Regions from separate parts of the Hordeum vulgare genome. Here region 1 is linked to region 2. The links are chromatin contacts, called in public Hi-C maps. All regions are on one chromosome and are shown on one strand. The core of a region is the stretch at or near the end of the contact, and the rest is flanking DNA. Distances in the headings are between cores, read along the strand shown.

The links. Hi-C and Micro-C count contacts between places; a contact is called where the count stands out from the background.
Region 1: a contact with region 2 is called in a Hi-C map of leaf, with 7 times the contacts expected there. The contact joins the promoter of LOC123443791 here to the promoter of LOC123443787 in region 2. A contact is called at or near these places in 2 of 6 Hi-C or Micro-C datasets (leaf and seedling).

Annotation. Positions count from the first base shown.
Region 1 is chr3H:338,327,330-338,334,780 of MorexV3_pseudomolecules_assembly, forward strand. LOC123443791 reads right to left here and starts at 5,460. Exons shown (of 2, transcript XM_045120321.1): 1 at 5,245-5,460; 2 at 1,159-1,455. The coding sequence starts at 5,367. The coding sequence ends at 1,345.
Region 2 is chr3H:337,596,188-337,604,080 of MorexV3_pseudomolecules_assembly, forward strand. LOC123443787 (cytokinin riboside 5'-monophosphate phosphoribohydrolase LOG-like) reads right to left here and starts at 1,318. Exons shown (of 7, transcript XM_045120318.1): 1 at 965-1,318; 2 at 322-419. The coding sequence starts at 1,306.

The DNA.
Region 1 (7,451 bases), core at 4,210-6,709, 740 kb after region 2:
AAGTTCATGCCCACAAGTTCATCCAACCAAGTTCAAAATGCAAACAAGTTCAAGACATATAAATGAAAGACACATCATTCATCATCTTCCTCGTCTTCGTCCTCATCTTCCGAAGACGATTCTTCCGCCTCCGTAGATGAATCTTCCTCCCTAACCTCATCACGCACCGCATCTCGTGAAGCTCCGACGGTGTTGGCAAGATCTTCAACGGCGGCCGGAGATGCACCCATGCCTCCCATGGCGGCCGGAGGTGCACCATGCCTCCCATGAGAGAAGCAAAACTCATGCCTCCCATGGCGGCCATAGCGTCGGAGGGTGCTCCAAAGCCACCCATGCCTCCCATGGCGGCCGGAGGTGCACCCATGCATCCCATGGCTCCAAAGCCACCCATGCCTCCCATGGCGCCGAGGCCACCGCCACCCATGGTGCCGAGGCCACCGTCCGCCGCCTTCTTCTTGCCGGATGTTTTTCCTTTCTTCGACCCCACCGCGGCGGCACGGGACGGGACGGCGCCGGCGCGACGCCACCCGTCGGCGTGGTCAACCGCGGCGGCAAGAAGAGGCTGCGCGCGAGGCCGACGGTCGGCGGAGCTCCGGCGGTGGTGGCGCCAACGCTCGCCGCGCTAGGGTTTTCGACGGCGGCGGCGGCGGCGGGCTCGCGGCTGTACAGCGGGGTGAGCGGGGTGCCGGTCTGCGCGTCCATGGTGGCAGGGGCGCTGGCGCCGGCGCGCGCGGTGCGAAGGAGGAAGAAAGAGAGAAAGTCCGCGCGCGCTCGAGTCTGCCGCGCACGCAAGTGTGCGCTCCAAATTACCAGCGCGGGATGAGGCTATGGACAGCGCGCCCTACTTGTTTTAGCGCGCACGCGGTTTTTGCGCGCCCGCTGGAGCATCCCGCCGCGTCGCGCGCGCGCTAAAAGGGGATATTTTTGGGTTCAGCGCTTGCGCTGCTGTTGGAGATGCTCTTAGATGTCGTAGTTCAGATATGAGGTTGAGATTTTTCTAACATTACAAAATGCAAAACAAACATATTGAACAAAATCCACACGAAAGCTCACGAAATGCTCAACGCACAGAGTAATAATCGTGTGTATAAACTTGCTATATCAAATGTGAACATATTAATGGAAGACACAAACGTAACTGTGAGATAGGCTGACTCATTAACGACAAAATTGTTTTTTTTATTGGTCTCTGTCCATCTCACAAAGCCATGAAGATGACATTGAGGATTCATAGCAATTTGAACAGCAAAATGGTACAGCTTACATGCTGCAGTAATACGCATGCAGCAACCACAAATTACATTGGCAGATTGTTTAACCATTGTACACACCCAACGTGCATAATTAATCTGATGCCTCTTTATTAGTTCCTGATCCTTTTCTATTTTCGAATGCTGAGATCCGATGACTCAGGGTTTCATAGTGCTTTTCAGAAATTCTCTTGACATCCTCCACCTGGAAGTAAGCACATCAAAACTTAGCAAATATTCAGATGAGAGCCAAACTTCACAAATTTCAAGATGTCCTGTCTCATGGGCAGGGTGTACCCCCATAATGCTCAATTTCCCATTATCACAAACCACAAGATAGGTATAAAAAGCTAATTCATCACATAGTTGCAACATCATAATTCGCAAATAAAGCAGAAACATCACAATGATCAGAACTACCGAATAAGACAAGCGAGTTCACCAATCATGAATGACATTATCAATTTACTTATTTAAATGTCGATCCTGGTTGGAGAAGTGCAAACAATACATCCAGGTTCGACTGCAATTACTCGAACCACAGGAGCCTCTTTCCATCAATCCTCTTTGAGAAGAGCCCTTTGTTGGGAGTTCATTGCACCCCATCTACAATAAGTTGGCAAACTAACGGAATGCATCAGTGTATAATGAATGCAAAGTTGTGAAGAAAGCCTCATTACTCTCAGCAGCTAGTTCAATGGTCTAATACAGGATATCCAGTACCACAATCACCAACAAACCTGCAAACCATACCGAGACTGGCAAGCTATCCCCCATACGATGAATGGGTGATAAATAGTTTACACCCAGACACTACCGCTTATATTTTGGTAACAAATTAGACACGGCAAATATGTTATGACATCAGCTGAATATTCATCCTGCAAAATGGATGCTAGTGTGGATGAGGAGAATAGAACCACTCCTAGAGCATCTCCAACAGATGCCGTAAAATAGCAGCCATGCCCATAAAACTGCCGTTTGGGGCATTTGCAGCCAAAAAACGCCTCCAACAGATGACCTATAGCTATATGATGCCCCAAAAAAATTACATCATGCCCCAAAATTTGCTACAAGTGATGCAAATATGCTGCTGCGCTAAAAGCAAAAACGATGTGGCGAGAACCCAAGCGCCCGAAGTGAACTTTCACCGATGCCTCACCGCCTCACCCTCATCTCCACGACGGGCGCCACCGCCACCCCGCCGCTGGGGGCCACCACCATGACCCCCATGACTGCCACCATCGCCTTGTCCCGCCCAATTTCAATTTCAGCCATCCCACCACGCTCGACACTGTCGGATCTGACCACACCGCCCACCCCAAGCTCCCAATGCCATCCCCGAGCACCGCACTACGGTCCCAAGCACCATGCCGCTGTTCCCAAGCACTGCACCGCTGTCCCCGAGCTCCCGCCGTCGGATCCGCCTCTCGGCCTCCACTCTGTTGGATTGTCATGTCCCATGTGGCTCTCAAATTTTAGGGCTGCTCGAAAAGAAGAAACTTTTCTGGTGCCTAAAAACCTTCTAATTCCTCACATAAAACCATTTTTAGGGCACCAAATTTTTGGGCATCTGTTGGAGATGCTCTTAGTCAATAAGGGCAACTCCAACGGGCCGACCCAAACAGACGGCGATTTTGTCCGCTTTTGGTCCGTTTGGGTCGGACAGGCGGACATGAACGTCCGCTTCCGCAAATGGGTCGGCGCATGCGCCCAACGCTGGCCGGACCCATTTTTACCGGCGTGCAAAAAAAAATACATAAATACATAATTAAACATTAAAAGCCAGCCACGAAGGCCGGCGAGAGTCCACGCGTCCGCATTACATTAATTAAACCTAAAAAAACTAAAACTACGAGGCCAGCCCTAGGCGGCGGCATCGGGGCCGGTGAGGTCGACCAGCGTAGGCGCAGGGCCGGCCTAGGGGAACGCCGTGTTCCAGAGCGCAGCTGCCTGTGCCTCCGTCGTCTGTCCCGCCAGCGCGGGCTGTGCTGGTGGCGGTGGCAGCGCAGCAGCACGGGCACGCTCCTCCTCCTCCGCCTCCTTCTCCACCTCCATGAGCCGAAGGCCTTCGGCGCGCAACGCCAGCAGGTGTTGCGCCCTCCAGTGCTCGAGGTAGGCTTGCTCCTGCTGCGATGTCGCGCACAGCCAGATGGGCGGCGCCGTGAAGAACTCGTGGATGACGCCGGTCCACTGGTAGACCTCCCGCGGCTCTGTGGGCTCGGGCTTCGGCGGAGGTGGCACTACGCAGTCGCCGGTGGCCGACAGCGCGATGGCCTCCGCGAGCTGCTGCTGGTACGCCTCCTCCTCGTCGGCCCTGCGCCGCGCTTCCTCCTCGCTGTCACGGAGGACAGCTGCGAGCGCCGCCTGGTAGGCGGCCTCAGCCTCCTGGTCCTCGTCGCTGACGACAGGCGGGGGCGGCGGAGGGCCTCCTGGCTGCACTTCGCACGCCACGACGGGGCTGCTCCTCGTGCTCCACCGCGAACCACACCTCCCAGTTAGGGGAGTCGGCCGCGTACGTACGGTCTTGCCGCTGCTCCGTCGTCAGCAGACCCCGACGGCGGCTCACCTCCTCCGCATGCACCCGCGCCGACCGCGGCACGGCCGGCACCGGAATCCTCTCCGGATCCAGATGCCAGCCCTGCGGCAGCGTGACATCGAGGTAAGGGAGCGGCACGCGGTGCTCCCAGTGCCACCGCGTTTGGTGCACCGGGACGCTCACGCGCTGGCGAGGCTGGTGGGAAGAAGGCGGCGGGGAGATGGCGCGGGGGTAGAGCGGGGCCTTGCCCTTGTTTGGGAAGCCGCTGGCCATGGTGTGCTAGGGTTTTGGTCGCCGAGGAGGTAGTTGGATGTGGACGGGCGGGGTTCTGAAAGCAGATGGCGGAACCCACCGCATGCTCGGATTAAAAAAGGCCGGCCGCGGTCGCTGACGCGTGGGCCCGAGGATGGCGCCCGTCATAAATAATGTTGACCGCGATGGTTGGGGGCGGACACCGAGGGGGCGCGCGCGTGTCCGCACCGACGCATTTCAGTCCCAAATTTGGGCCGGAAATGGGTCGGCGTGGACGCGTTTTGGCAATGGGTCGGCGTGTTGGGTCATCATTTTTGTCCGCGCCGACCCAAACTGATGGCGGCGGACGAAATGGGTCGCCCCATTGAAGTTGCTCTAACATCTTAAGAGTCGACCTTATTGTCTTTTCACGCAATCACATTTAGTGTAAACTCTTTGTATACAATCAGCTTCAGACACACCCTATTGTACGAGTTATTTTATACACGATACTATATGACATGGACAGACTGAAGTCTACAACTCACTCTTCTTATCTTTGGAGATTACCTTACAAATATGTGACAAATACTCCCTCTGTTCACAAATATAAAATGTTTTGAATATTTCAATATGGACTACATACGGATTGAAAAAAGTTAGAATGTCTTATATTTTTGAAAGGAGGAAGTATATGCAAAGTCATCAGTACATAGAAATCCCTAGCTGAGAAGTGACAAACTGCATGAAAATGCAAAGAAGATAAATCAATGTTGATTATCTCGTCTGAATAGGTAAATCACAAGCAAGAATGGAGTTAAACTACACCATCCTTTCCATAACAATCACAGCAGTTTTGTTAAGGGTATTTTTCCACGGCCATAACAAATCATTCGCGATCCGCATCTACCTCCATGAGACTGTTATTCGTTCAGTACTTTCAATTAGGAAATGGAGTTCTGATACAACGAAGCGAAAGAATCTAACACCAGATGATTACTTAATCAACCAGCAACATCTCATCCACACAAGATCACGATACATCAGAGATTATAGGGAGTCGACAAGTTTTTCTATATCTAACCGTAAAGAAATGGCTACATCAAATCGGAGGATGCTTTACCAATTTGCGCAAAAGAAATTACGTTAATGAACTATATCAGTCGATGTTAACGAAAAAGGAGCCGGCTAAACGGCGGTGTGGGTGCGGGGGCGGGGGATCACCTGTCGGGCGATGGCGGCGCGGGCCAGGAGGTGGTCTTTGTAAAGGAGCAAGAAGCCCACCGCTGACGCCGTCGCCGCACCGGCCGCGAACGACGAGAGCCGAACCCGCCATACGTAGCCCATCCTGCCCCTTCTTGCTCGCCGGAAACGAAGTTTTTATTTTATTATTTTGAGAGAAATGCCGGAGAGGAAGATGACAGACAGCGCCCAGGATTGACGATTTTGCCTGCTTCTCGACGGCAAACAGTGTTACGAGCTGGGCCTCGGAACGTTCGTCCATCCCAGCCCAGCCCACGTTCTATCCTCCCGTCCGGTCTGCTTGTTTTGATTAATACATAAATGCCCGTGCGTTTCAACAGAAGAAAAATAAACAATAAAAAAAAGTATAATCCATTGCTAAGGAACGCATGGATATTACAAAAAAAGACACGCACGTGAAGTCTTAAATTATAAAATATGTAAAAAAAAAACTAATGCAAGTACATCATGTCCAAAGATTATAACATTTTGCAAATATTTATGGTTAAGTTTACATGTTACAATACAGATAACAGATACAAAATAAATACAAATATTTATTAGCATTGTATCCTATATAGTATTTTAAAAATATTTAACATGTAAAATAACAAAATATTCAAACTCTACACATTTTTAATATAACATGTTTAAATTGAATTTACGGTTTAAAAGATATTGTTATTTGAAAATACATATTTATTCTGAATATACTTCGGGGTTATTAACACATATGTGAGGGGTTTACGTAAAATTTTGAAAAAACGATTCACTCTGACTACAATTTGGACCGCGGGTTATTTAGCATGAAAGTAAGGGGGTCTTGTGTAAAATGTGAAAAAAACGGTTCGGTCTCACTTATAAACGGACTGCAAGTTAATTAAAGAAAACTATAGGGGCCTTTCTGCAAAAAAGCCATGACGAACGACAAAAGCCATCGGTGCTTTATTATCAGGGAGAGAGTAGAGTGACGTGTCACAAAAAAAAGTAGAATGCCTATGCACTACCCTCTTGTTTAGGGTTTCTCGTCCTTCGACAGCTATTCCATCTTCGTTGTGAGTTTACCTCGCAGCCGATCCTTCTCCTGCTAGCGCATATCATCCTGGTCTCCTGCCGTGGGTGTGAGATTGTTTTTGGTTGGTTTCTCCACTTGATGATCGACTAGCCCTAACCCTAGATGGTGGCTTCGGAAGGGTCCTCGTCGATGGCCGGCTGGATCGGTAAGAATCTAGACGAGATGCTACATCACCTCGATCTGAAGGATGACGAGCTAGATGACGTGGTTTTAGGGGAAGAAGAGGTGAAGAAGTTTGAGGGAGAGGCACGATGGATGGCGATCTAAAAGCTGCACACGGCACGTCCTTTTAGTTCCACTGCAATGCTCGAGACTCTAAAACCGGTCTGGGGGCTAGCGCATGTGCCAAAGTTCAGAGAGGCGGGAGATAACTTGTTTGTGTTTCACATGTTTTGCTTGGGCGATTGGAAGAAGGTCGTTCATGGCGGCCCATGGATGTTCAAGGGGATGGGTCTTCTGATCGAGGACTACAATGGAAAGACAGGCCCATCTTGGGTGATCTTTGATGGTCTGTACATCTGGGCTCAAATCCATAGTATTTTTTTATCTATACCGCAAGGCGGAGGTTGTGGATCAACTTGTTGTCCGAATAGGCACAGTGAAGGAGATTCTACCCGCTCCAAAGTTATACTATGGGGGTGACTACGTGAGAGTCCGGGCGTGAGTTTTGGTGCATAAGCCCCTTACCACAGTCACACCACTGAATGCCATGGGTGAGGGGTGTCGTTTACTCCTAGTCAAATATGAGTACTTTTCCTCGTCCTCCGACGGCTATTCCATCTCCGTTGTGAGTTTACCTCGCAGCCGATCCTTCTCCTGCTAGCACACATCATCCTCGTCTCATGTCGTGGGTGTGAGATCGTTTTTGGTTGGTTTCTCCACTTGACGGTCGACTAGCCCTAACCCTAGATGGTGGCTTCGGAAGGGTCCTCATCGATGGCCGGCTGGACCGGTATGAATCTAGAGGAGATGCTACAGCACCTCGATCTGAAGGATGAGGAGGTGGATGGCGTGGTTTTAGGGGAAGAAGAGGTGAAGAAGTTTGAGGGAGAGGCACGATGGATGGCGATCTAAAAACTGCACACGACACGTCATTTTAGTTCCACTGCAATGT
Region 2 (7,893 bases), core at 68-2,567:
TCCAAAGAGGAGGAGTCCATTTGGAGCATGCAGGCTAGGAGCCTTTCGGAAGCGAGTCCAAAAGGTGGTTCCACTCCTGTGAATGGAACCCAGACGCATTCAAAATGCCTCCCACTACCTGTGGCGATCAAAGCAAAGCAAAGGCTGCCATTTTGATACCAAGAAGGCGCAGGAAGCATGGACGCACGCACAGGAACACCACTCATCAAACAAGATAGATAGATAGATGGATGGATGGAGCACCTGCTGTGCAAACAAGCAGGAGAGAGCTGCCTATGATGCCATGGTGGGGAGGGAGGCAAGGCAATGAAATGAACTTACCCAATCACATGTCGTCCTCCATCATGAACTGCGTGGGAGACCAGGCCCATGAGCCCAATGGAGCCTCCTCCGTAGACCAGGTCGATGCCCCTCTCCACCTGCAACACAAACAAGAAACCGAATTAAAGGTGGGATTTTATTGTTTTGATGAAATACTCCTAGTACATGGAAGAAGCAAAACAAGAAGGATTGTTTCCTTCCGGGAAGAAAGCAAGCCATTATTGTCTTCCATGACCATTTCGGAGAGCAGAAATGGTGCAGCAACCATTTGTCCAGCGCGTGCGGTGCGTGAGGCGTGATCGAGCTACTATGTTAGCTGCCATGCCACATGTACTAGTACATGGTAGTATGATCATGCAGGCGTGATCCATGCCGATGCAGTGCGCTGTGCTGTGCACCCCACGACGTTCACGTTCTACAGCTCAGCAGCAGCAGGCAGAAGCTGGTGACGTGCCATCCCCAAACACACACGAACAAGAAGGTCGACATGTGGGGGAGGGGGCGACCGAAATAAAAGAGGGGACAAGAAGATTTCCATTGCCGCAAAACTTAAAACCCAAAATAAAAGATTTCTATGGGGGCTGCCTTCTTGGCGCGTGAGCGTGAGCGTGACAGGGAGAGAAGGAGGAAGGTGATGACGTACCAGCTCCTTGCCGAGCTCGACGGCGGCGTCCTGGTAGCTGGCCTTTCGGCCCTTGGCGCTGCCGCAGTAGACGCAGATCCGCCTGAACCGGGAGCGCCTGTCCCCGCTCTCCGGGGCTACTCCGCCAGCCGCGCCGGTGCCGGTGTTCTTCTCTGTCGTGGCCTCGACTGCCATCGCCTCCGTGGGTGTTGGTGCTAGGGAAGGCTGGTGGTTCTTCGCTCCGGGTAGGTACTGCTGCTGGTAGGGGAGGGGGAGGGGGAGGCGAGGTTGTGACTTGAGTTGAGCCGGATGTCGTGGGGGGAGGCGTCCATTTATAGAGAGAGGGTGCTTCTGCTTGGGCATGGATGGGTGTTCGTTGGTTGGTTGGTGGGTCCAACATTGTTGGGCTATGTCTTCCCCACAACTGACCTGAGAGTACACTACTTTTCTCTCTCTATTTCTTTGGTTTCTTCTTGAAGAAAAAAGAAGGTTTCGTAGCTTTGCGTTCCATTCATATTTGTTTGGGGTCCTTCTAACCCTTTGGTGCTAGTTTTTACATTTCGTCCTACTAATTTTTGTTAGAGTAAATTAGGTGGTTGTGTGTGTAAGAGAGACCGAGACAAGAAACGTGACATTAGTTCGGCCAGTGCTAGGCGCCGGTGTGCCGGCCCGAAGGCTAGCGCCCGTCGCGCAGCAGCCGTCGGATCAGGGCCCCCCTGACCGTCAGATCTGCTCGCGCGAGCCCCCACCGCCCCGTTATCCTCGCACGCGGTGCCGTCTCAGCACGCGCCTCGCCTCCGCCGATGCCTCAGCACGTGCCGACCGCCTCGCCTGCGCCGACGCCCCAGCACGCGCCGACCGCCTCGCCTCCTCATCGCTGGTCGCCCTCACCGTCGGTCGCCGCCGGTCGTCGCCTTGGCCGCCCGTCGAAAGCACCATGGATGCAGGCCGTCGGTCTTCACCTCGTTTCGGTCGCATCTCACCCTCTGTGTTGCAAACGCTGGATAAAAAGTTTCAACCGTGTGTAGAAAAAGCTTCAACCGTTAAAAAAAAAGTTTCAACCAAAAACTTCGCGAGGGGAAGTTGCAAACGTTGACAGAAAAAGCTTCAACCGTGTATGAAAAAAGTTTCAAACGCCGCTCCGACTGCAGCATCTCGCGTGGTCACTCCTCAAAAAGTTTCAACCGTGTATAGAAAAGCTTCAACCGTTAAAAAAAAGCTTCAACCAAAAACTTCACGAGGAAAAGTATGATTTGCCTTGTAGCTTTTTATATGTATGATTGCAGCTTTTTTAATCAACGGTTGAAGCTTTTTTAAACAACCGTTGCAACAATTTTGAGTGACGTTTTGTAAACACTTGTATACGTGCGCCCCGGCCATGGCGGGAAGACGACGAGGACGAGGACGACGGGCGAAAGCTGGATCCGGCGATGCGGACGGTCGACGGTGGCGGGAACTGGCGATTCGGGCGGGCCGACGGGGGCAAGGACTGGCGCAGGGACGGCGGCGGCGCAGGGGCGCGCGGATGATGCGGCGCAGCGCGCGAGCCGTTCGAGATGGGGAGGAAATCGCGGGCGTTTAGGATGAGGTGGAGCGCGCGAGATCAACGACGCGCGTGCGTTCGGCCGAAGCGTTCCGCCGGCGCACGGGTGGTAAACGTTTACCCATTAGTTCTCTTCCTCTATGGAGTAGTAGATGATCCTTCCCGCAAGTTGCAACGAACAACCAACTATATGAGTATCACCTCCGAGAAGATGGGACTTGTTGCGCATCCAAACCAAACCAAATCCCTATCAGTATAGTACTCCCTTCGTCTCAAAATAAGTGTCTCAACTTTATACTAGCTCTAGTACAAAGTTGTACTAAGCTTGAGACATTTATTTTGGTATGGAGGGAGTAGTAGCCAATGGTCAAAATCCAAATTAACGGTGTCATGTGTAAGGGCATGTACAATGATTTTATTTTAAAAAGTCACGTAGGATAAATGATAAGGTGAAAGAAAACAGAATCATAAGAAAAGACTTGCCTTCTCTTGTTTAAGATAAAAAAAATGTTTTCTTAGCATACAATATGTATCACCATATTTCTATGAGCTAGTTATTGAAGATAAGCCTAAGAGATGATCTATTGTAGACATGTCTTTTTATCATCTTTAAATTACATGTAATAAGATAAAACTATCTTATCAACCACTGTACATGTCCTAAGTGTGCTCGGAATTTTTCAGTGCGAGTTCCTTTATTATCGCGAGGTTACGGTTGAGATTTGAATATGTTGAAGACGTGCATTCAGTGCGTCCCCGATGAGTCCTGTCCCAGCTAGACGTATGATCAAATGGGTTTTTATCGTTGCACTAGTAGAAAAGAGGGCTTTGGTCCACTTGATGAACTCCCATTAGTCCCGGTTCACTCACGAACCTGGAACCATGTGGGCATAGGTCCCGGTTCGTGAGGCCTGGGCACCGGCCGGGCTTCGTGGGCCATTTGTCCCGGTTCGTTTGTCACCTTCAGTCCCGGTTCCAGACACGAACCGAGATCAATGTGCCTCGCTCCTGGCCCACAACCAATAGTCCCGATTTGTGGCTGGAACCGGGACCTCAGGTTGTCCTTTGGTCTCGGTTCCAGCCACAAACCGGGACCAACGGTTGGCCTACATATACCCCCGCGAGCAGAGCAGTGCACTGCTCTGTATTTTCGGCCGACTGTGGGAGAGCTTTGTGGTGCTCTAGCTCACCTCCTATGCACATGAGGTGTTCGATGAAATGCGTGAGCCACACTTAAGCTTTCTCCTTTAGAAGCTCCTTGTCCAAGCTCCATTTTCATCAAGATTTGTGTAGTTCTTAATACACTTTGTTATATAACGCACGCAGATGAACCGTCAATGGATGTACGGTGACCGACGCACCTCTGAGTATATTAATGGCCTGCATAATTTTATCAAAGCGGCTAAGGCAAACAAGCAGAATGGTTTTATGCATTGTCCATGTACTGTTTGTGGGAATAAGAAGGAATTCTCCGACTATAAAACCCTTCACTTCCACTTGCTTCAGAAGGGTTTTATGCCACACTATAATGTTTGGACCAAGCACGGAGAAAGAGGGGTTATGATGGAAGAAACATAGAAGAAGAGGATGATGACAACTACCCGCCCCCTGAACACGGTGATGCTGCAATGGGGGAAGCTGAAGATCAAGAGGAACCAGACGATGTGCCTGATGATGATCTTCGTCGGGTCATTGTTGATGCACATAGAGAATGCGAAAGTGAAAGGGAGAAGTCGAAGTTCGATCGCATGTTAGAGGATCACAAAAAAGGGTTGTATCCAAATTGCGAAGATGACAACACAAAGCTCGGTACCACACTGGAATTGCTGCAATGGAAGGCGGATAATGGTGTATCTGACAAGGCATTTAGTTCGCTACTGAAATTAATGAAGAAGAAGCTTCCAAAGGATCACGAATTGCCCGACAGTACGTACGAAGCGAAGAAGGTTCTATGCCCTCTTGGATTGGAGGTGCAGAAGATACATGCATGCCCTAATGACTGCATCCTCTACCGCAGTGAGTACGAGGATTTGAACGCATGCCCGGTATGTGGCGCATTGTGGTATAAGATCAGAAGAGATGACCCTGGTGATGTTGAGGGCCAGCGCACCGGACAGATGGTTCATGCCAAGGTGATGTCGTATGCTCCTATAATACCACGGTTGAAACGTCTGTTTAGAAACAAAAAGCATGCCGAGTTGATGCAATGGCACATAAAAGACCGTAAGAAAGACGGGAAGTTGAGAGCACCCGCTGATGGGTTGAAGTGGAGAAAGATCGAGAGAAAGTGGAGCGACTTTACACGTGACCCAAGGAACGTATGGTTTGGTTTAAGTGCGGATGGCATTAATCCTTTTGGGGAGCAGAGCGGCAAGCATAGCACATGGCATGCGACTCTATGTATGTATAACCTTCCTCCTTGGTTGTGCATGAAGCGGAAGTTCATTATGATGCCATTGCTCATCCAAGGCCCTAGGCAACCCGGCAATGACATTGATGTGTACCTAAGGCCATTAGTTGATGAACTTTCACAACTATGGAATGGAAATGATGTACGTGTGTGGGATGAGAACGAACAAGACGAATTTGACCTACATGCGTTTCTGTTTGTAACCATCAACGATTGGCCTGCTCTCAGTAACCTTTTAGGACAGACAAACAAGGGATACAGCGCATGCACACACTGTTTAGATGATACCGACAATATATATTTGGAGAAATGCAGGAAGAATGTGTACATGGGGCATCGTCGATTTCTTCCGACCAGCCATCAATGTCGAAAGAAAGGAAAGCATTTAAAAGGTGAGGCAGATCACCGGAAGATGCCCGCCCTCCGTACTGGTGATCACATACTTGATATGGTCAATGATTTACAAGTAATCTTTGGAAAGGGTCCTGGCGGACTATCTATTCCGGATGACGATGCGGGACACGCACCCATGTGGAAGAAGAAATCTATATTTTGGGACCTACCCTATTGGAAAGACCTAGAGGTCCGCTCTGCAATCGACGTGATGCACGTGAAGAATAATCTTTGCTTGAACCTGTTAGGCTTCTTGGGAGTGTATGGGAAGACAAAATATACACCGAAGGCACGGGAGGAACATCAACGTGTGCATGAAAAGATGACATGCATCTAGAGTAGTATGAAGGTCCTGGCAGCTACGCTCTTACCAAAGAAGAGAAGGAAATCTTCTTTGAATGTCTGCTCAGTATGAAGGTCCCGTCTGGTTTCTCGTTGAATATAAAGGGAATAATAAATATGGCAGAGAAAAAGTTTCAGAACCTAAAGTCTCATGACTGCCACGTGATTATGACCCAACTGCTTCCGGTTGCATTGAGGGGGCTTCTACGAGAAAACGTTCGATTAGCCATTGTGAAGCTATGTGCATTTCTCAATGCCATCTCTCAGAAGGTGATCGATCGAGCAATCCTGCCAAGGTTAAGGAGTGATTTGGTGCAATGTCTTGTTAGTTTCGAGCTGGTGTTCCACCATCCTTCTTCAATATCATGACGCACGTCCTAGTTCATCTAGTCGACGAGATTGTCGTTCTGGGCCCTGTATTTCTACACAATATGTTCCCCTTTGAGAGGTTCATGGGAGTCTTAAAGAAATATGTTCGTAACCGCGCTAAGCCAGAAGGAAGCATCTCCATGGGCAATCAAACAGAGGATGTCATTGGATTTTGTGTTGACTTCATTCCTGACCTTAAGAAGATTGGTCTCCCTCAATTGCGGTATGAGGGGAGACTGACTGGAAAAGGCACACTAGGATCGGAGCCAATAATGTGTATGGACGGGCATTCTTGGTCTCAAGCACACTACACAGTTCTACAGAATTCTACCTTGATGACCCCGTATGTCGATGAACACAAGAATATTCTGAGCTCCATACACCCGAAGCAGTATGACGACTGGATTACATTTGAACACATCAGGACTTTCAACAGTTGGTTGCAAAAACATCTCATGTGTGACAACACTGTTTCTGATGAGCTGTACTCGTTGGCCAGGGGACCATCTTCGACTTTATTGACTTACCAAGGGTATGAGATAAATGAGAATACATTTTACACGATCACCCAAGACCAAAAGAGCACCAACCAAAACAGTGGTGTCCGCTTTGATGCAGCAACCGAGAGGGGAAAGGACACATATTATGGTTACATAGTGGACATATGGGAACTTGACTATGGACATGATTTGAAGGTCCCTTTGTTTCATTGCAAATGGGTCAATCTATCAGGAGGCGGGGTATAGATAGACCCACAGTATGGAATAACAACAGTGGATCTGAACAATCTTGCGCACGCAAAGGAACCATTTGTCCTAGCCAATGATGTGGCGCAGGTTTTTCTATATGAAGGACATGTCTACCAAACCGAGAAAAAGAAAATATAAGGAAACGAATACATCATACGATGAGCCAAAGCACCACATAGTTCTTTCAGGAAAAAGATACATCGTGGGATTGGAGGGCAAGACAGACATGTGTGAAGTTATGAAAAGTTTCATGAAATTCCTCCCTTCAAAGTCAAGGCTGACCCAAGCACCCTGTTAAACGATGAATATTATCCATGGTTATGGTGCAATAAGCAAGGAACACAAGCGAAGAAAAAGTGAAGAAATGAAATGCCCTTTGTAACAGATGAGTTTTCATAAAACATCACTAAATGCATGAAAAATACCAAATGAAGTCAGAAATAGTTAAAAATTGATGATGTGTATTTGAATGGTGCATTTTGAACACACAAAAATTCTGGAGTTCAAATAAGTTCGAAAAAATGAAATCCCTTTGTAACAGATGAGTTTTCGTATGAAACCCTGATACTTCGAAAGAGATTGTCCGTTTTGTACACGAAGTGCATCCAGTTTTTGCCGCAACCCTCTCAACTTTTTAGCACATGTTATGTGGGTGAAATGATGATACCATGCCAACTTTCAACCTTTTCAGAGTTCATTTGTAGTGCTTTTCAATTTAGGGGTCATTTAGCTCAAAAACAATCAGTAAATGCATGAAAAATACCAAATGAAGTCATAAATAGTTAAAAATTGATAATGTGCCTTTGAATGGTGCATTTTGAACACACAAAAAGTCTGGAGTTCAAATAAGTTCAAAAAAATGAAATCCCTTTGTAACAGATGAACTTCCGTATGAATCTGTGATACTTCGAAAGAGATTGTTCGTTTTGTACACGAAGTGCATCCAGTTTTTGCCGCAACCCTTTCAACTTTTTAGCACATGCTATGCGGGTGAAATGATGATACCATGCCAACTTTCAACATTTTCAGAGTTCATTTGTAGTGCTTTTCAATTTAAGGGTCGTTTAGCTCAAAAAAAAATCAGCGAATGCATGAAAAATACCAAATGAAGTCAGAAATAGTTGAAATATGATGATGTGTCTTT